Linked DNA regions of Hordeum vulgare: region 2 is linked to region 1. The links are chromatin contacts, called in public Hi-C maps. All regions are on one chromosome and are shown on one strand. Each heading gives the region's core, a stretch centred on a gene start, on an enhancer-like site or on the middle of the called end of the contact. The rest is flanking DNA. Distances are from core to core; before and after follow the strand shown. Region 1 holds the start of LOC123440190 (lachrymatory-factor synthase-like). Region 2 holds the start of LOC123444323 (protein SPA1-RELATED 4-like).

Region 1 (2,700 bases), core at 85-2,584:
TATGTGTTGTAGTGGGCGGTGCTCCATCGCAGCACCGACTGCTTCGTCAAAGCTCCACCGCAACACCTGATGGCTGGTAGTGAAGCTTCACTATAGCGCCACCACCGGCGTGATGGTGCTCCATCGCAATGTGAAGGTGATTGGGTGCTGTGATGCAGCATGCATGGGGGGCGACAACATCGCAACATGGTGTGTGATGCCATTGCCGCATGTCGGTCCTTTGGCATGCAAGCAGCAGTGGTTGTTGCCATGACCACATGTCGTCCTTGGCATGCGATAGCGATGGATGTGGTCAATGGAGATGGATTCACAATGCTTGTCCATGTAGCAAACCCTCTCCTTCTACTAGATGAGAGAGATGAGAAAAGAGAAAAAGCGATGGGAAGAAAGACAAGCGGAAGGGGATAACATAAGGTTGGGGAAAAAAGCGGTGGGTGGACCGCCACATGGCACGTGTTGCGTGGGAATGGAGGTTTGCACGAGGACCAACTGCATTAGTGTAAGGCTTTCTTATTTTTTTCGCTTCTTATAAAACCTCCACCGTCATTCTATTGGCCATCTAAGTGCGGAGACCAAGCCTTGTAGCCCGGACACTAAGCAAAGTGCTGAGTAGTTGAAAAGAGAGAGTCATGGATTTGGTTATTTAACCGACACTTCATGATGTTATGATAAGATGTTTCATTGCCTATTTTTATTCAACCTAATTGGCTTGAGATATAAAAAAATGCAGTTGGGGCTTGAGATGTGAAAAAAATACAGATGTTGTTTGTTTACATGTTAGTTTAGTGTTGTGCCTGCTGTTGTGCATAATATGATGGTAAGGCCATCATATTGAATAAAATGAACAGAACACAAACACGTATGCAGCCAAACAATTATGGTTTGTAGCTACTTATCCCTTAAACACAAATACAGACAACCAAATAGCTGGCCATAAAGTGACATTTGATGCAATGCAAGCAACCAAATAACATATAAATGTCGATTTGTTGCCTATTTTTATTCCACCTGATTGGTTTCGGATGTAAAAGAAATACATGTACTGTTGGGGCAACCAAACACGTCCAATATGTCCCCATTGTTTTTGTGGAAGTGGGTTTTCCACATCAATGAGCACATGTACGAACGATAGTAAAATGCACTTCCTTCATCCTAAAATAAGATTTAAAAATAATTTAATTTTATACTAAAGTTAGTATAAAATTGAGTTATTTATTTTGGAACGGAGGGAGTACACATCTCGATGCCGCATCAAAAGCTCGATTTCTTTTTAGGTAGCTCGGCCACGTACCCCAGTTTGAGGAGGTCTACATCACAAACTGACAAGCATCTGCCGTTGGCTCAGGTCCATTCGTGCCAGGCTGCCAGCTAGAGAGAATATGTTGACAATGCATGTACTACGATTTTTTTTGGTTCACAAACCATGCGAACAACACGCGGTATGAGTATGACCGTATGAGGCACCCAGCAGCTTCCACCAGTCCGCCGGTGGACACCAATCGTACAATCAATCAACAGAGTCTAGACGGATCCCGTAGATTTCTGCTGCCCATGGGTCCTGGTCCTCAGATCCTCATCACATTCACCACGATCTCGACGTTGCACTCGCTCGAGTCACACACCTGACGGCTACGCTCGATAGCGATCTAGCTCGCTGCACAGGCGCCGGCGCATGGCGCCTCACGGCCCGGACGGCGAGACGGCGCCCGAGTGGCGCGGCACCGTGCGCGCCGCGGCGGCGGGGCCGAACCCCGACCAGGCGTGGGCCCTGCTGCGAGACTTCTGCTCCCTCGACAAGTGGGTGCCGCTGGTGCACACGTGCCGGAGGCTGGAAGGCGACGACGGCCGGCCGGGGTGCGTCCGGTACTGCGCGGGGCCGGTGAACATGGCCGCGCCGGGGGAGGCGGTCGGCTGGTCCAGGGAACGGCTCCTGGAGGTCGACGCCGCGGGGAGGTCCTACAGCTACGAGGTGGTGGAGACCAACAAGGGGTTCGGCCGGTACCGGGCGACCATCGCCGTGGAGCCCGACCCGGCCGGGTGCGCGGTCAGGTGGTCGTTCGAGGCCGATCCGGTGAAGGGGTGGACGCTGGGAGGCTTCCTGGGTTTCCTGGAGAAGCTCGCGCATGGCGTCGCCAAGCGGCTCGAAGAGGAGATCGTGGTGAGCGTCGACGGTGATCCTGCTTTGCGGGTGTTTTGATCATGTCTTCGGCTTTTCCGTGACAGTGTGTACGATCAGAACTCCAAGCCTTTGTGATTCAAAGCAATTCAATGGAAATTTGGAGAACTCGACTTGGAAAATCTTCTTGTAGAAATTCTTTGATTTGTTTGGACTATCCAAAATATGTTCTTCTAAAAAAAAAGGAAATGTTATCTTTTTTTTTTTTTGAGGAAAAAACCCAGCCAGATTATATTACCACTGCCAAGTTATTACAATCATCCACAAGAGTACTTCTAAGGGAGGGAGGGATATCTCCTACAGTAGTAAATTTTCCTTGCCTTCTTGCCAGAGGGGCCAGCTCATGGGTCATTCTATTGCCGGGTCTTCTCACACGTCTGAAAGTAATTTCCTTAAAAGCCTCTATAACTTGTTTTGCATCTGTGGCGATGGGGAATAGAGTTGACTGGTTTTTTGAGCTCATATCCAGCAGCCCTGGTATTGTAGAGCAGTCTGTTTCCACACAAACAGTAATACAGTATAGT
Region 2 (2,700 bases), core at 195-2,694, 340 kb after region 1:
GGAAGGTTACGACATCTAAATGCCGTCATCGTCCGATCCAAGAATCAAAGTTTTTCCTAAAGTAACCGACGTACAATGAAAGCTGCGGCGACGCCTTCAAAAAGGAAACGAGCTTAGGATATGTGACGTCCGGGATTAGACAGTTGGGGTGCCGATTTCAGGGGTTAGAGATTCCAACGGATCATAAGAAGATAAGTTTGTTTCAAACTTCACTCAAATATAACGAACCACCAAATGACCAAACCCAATGTGGTTGAAATTTGAACCGACCAGTCGAAGGAGAAACGAACACGGGCATGCAGAGTAGGCTGGCTGCGCCATCCGCATATGCGCGAGGGACCGGTCCTTGGGTCGGTTTGACTTGCGAGACAAGCCGGCCATGGACACGGCCCCAACCTGCCTCGGATAATACAATACGGCACAACAATTGTGCCGTCCACTCGTCGACTCAAGCAAGTGGATAAAATTGGGATCGTGGTTACGTTAATCCAACCCTGCAAGGTTACCACTTCCGGCTGGTACTATCCGCTCAGATCGCGATTAACTGGAGTAAGCAAATCCCTCTCTGTGCGGCCGCATCCAGCAAGGCGGGCGAGGCAGCAGCGACGCGCCACGACCCCGAGGCTGCGAAAGGCAAAAACTCCTCGCCGGTGCGGATGGATGGATGCGTGGCCGCTGCATGAGCCGCCTCGAGTCCCCCGCTTGACGCGCGGCCGTCGTCGCGCCACGTAGGCCCCGTAAAGCGCAGGCGGTCGCTGACTGGCGGAATGTATGACGTGGGCCCGCCCGACAGCGACTTGTCACCCAATAGAGTAGTTAGTTGCATTCATTGATTAGTCGCGAGCCGCGCTAATCTGCCCATGCGACGATCCTGCGCCACGTACCGCAGATTTTTTTTATCTAGACAGCCGCTACTACTTTAACTGCCGGCGCAAGATTCACGCCCTTTCTTTTGGAAGCGCAAGTGCTAACCTCGCGGCGGGCCCGGGATGTCATCGGCAGCGGGCGACGTGGTCCGCCAGCGGCCGCTGTTTTCTACTCCGGTTCGGTTGTGGCTACGGCGTGGTGGATGCAGTGAGATCAGATCATTCTTGGAAGCGTATCAGTTGAGGGGAAGGAAAGGGCACCACGCCGCAACCATGGGAGGGGAGGGGAGGGGAGGGAGGAGCAGGGGGCACGTATATCTCTATCTTTCTGGTGGCGTGAAGCGCCCTGCGTTTCGTCTGCCTCTTTCTGGTTAGGTTTGGTGTCTAGCGCAGGGGCACTGTACTGTGGTGTGGTGGCAGTTCGAGGGGAGGGGAGCCGCTGGTCGCTTGGCTGCCTTCAAGTTGAGCTAATACTAACACTAACAGCGGGGTGTGCAGTTCGAGGCAACGGGGTTTGTGCGGCTGGGAGTCGGCTACCGGGGCGGGGCGGGCGAGGGCGAAATAAAGCAGCAAAGGAGGAGAGGAGGGGAGGAGGACCCTCCGTCTCCGTTTTAAAGCGTGTTTGTGTGGCTCGCTGCTCGCCCCTCGCCCCCTCAAGCACAGTCACACGCTCGTCTCTGGCCTCCGCTCGCTGCCGCGGCCTCAGATCCTTATCTCCTCGCCGCTCGCCGCTCTGGGGCCATTTGTTGCGTTGCGTTGCGTAGGATGGGGTCCCGGGAGCAGCGGGTGCAGCCGCCCGCCGCAGCGAACCGGACGTGATCCGGCCATGGGGTAGAGCGCCGCGGGCGGGCATGGAGGTGTCCCGTGGCGGAGGGGCGCGGAGGGGGGAGGAGGAGGAGGAGGGAGGAGAGGTCAGCCTGCGGGAGTGGCTGGACCGGCCGGCCCGGGCGGTGGAGGCGCCCGAGTGCCTGCACGTCTTCCGCCAGGTGGCGGAGGCGGTGGCCGACGCGCACGCGCAGGGCGTCGCCGTCGGCAGCGCGCGCCCGTCCTGCTTCGTCGTGTCCCCGCCCTTCGCCCGCGTTGCCTTCATCGAGTCCGCCTCGGGCTCCGACGCCTCCGGCTCCGACGCCTCCGAGGACGCCGACCACGACGCCGAGCCTCCGCGGCAGGGCGACGGCGCGGGCCGAGCGGGGGAGGACCGCAGCGAAAAGGGGTTCCCGCTCAAAAGCGTGCTCGCGATGGAGCTCAACTGGTACACTAGCCCCGAGGAAGCCGACGACAGCGGCGGCGGCGCTACCTTCGCCTCCGACGTGTATAGATTAGGGGTGCTCCTGTTCGAGGTGCGCTGCTGCTTGACATGAATATTCTCTTGGTGCTTTTGGGCGCGATTTCCATTGCCAATGCTTTTCGGCCGTGCTCGCAGTTGTTTTGCAGCTTCGAAACGTTGGAGGAGAAGATGCGGGCAATGGCCAATCTGAGGTACCGCGTATTGCCGCCACAATTGCTGCTCAAGTGGCCCAAGGAAGCATCCTTCTGCCAGTTGATGATGCACCCTGTACCGGACACCCGACCCAAGATGAGGTTCATGTCTGTCATTTACATATAATTTGTATAAAAGTATCGCTGAAAACAGGGTTGATTGTTTCACATTGGGTAGCACAAACTACTTTAGTAATTATTCATCATCATCATTGTCCTAACATGTCTACATGATCTGCCGGGCGTTGATGGTAATATGACTTAAGAAAAAATAGCTGTCATATAACTGTTTCACATCACTTTTTTTTCCTGCATGATAAAATAGATGGGGTTGTTTTCCGTACATGATCTGCCA

What was found. Hi-C and Micro-C count contacts between places; a contact is called where the count stands out from the background.
Region 2: a Hi-C map of seedling shows a contact between it and region 1, with 4 times the contacts expected there. The contact joins the promoter of LOC123444323 here to the promoter of LOC123440190 in region 1. A contact is called at or near these places in 2 of 6 Hi-C or Micro-C datasets (leaf and seedling).

What each region holds. Positions count from the first base shown.
Region 1 is chr3H:468,593,260-468,595,959 of MorexV3_pseudomolecules_assembly, forward strand. LOC123440190 (lachrymatory-factor synthase-like) reads left to right here and starts at 1,335. Exons shown (of 1, transcript XM_045116764.1): 1 at 1,335-2,298. The coding sequence starts at 1,673. The coding sequence ends at 2,197.
Region 2 is chr3H:468,934,197-468,936,896 of MorexV3_pseudomolecules_assembly, forward strand. LOC123444323 (protein SPA1-RELATED 4-like) reads left to right here and starts at 1,445. Exons shown (of 7, transcript XM_045121008.1): 1 at 1,445-2,206; 2 at 2,290-2,447. The coding sequence starts at 1,718.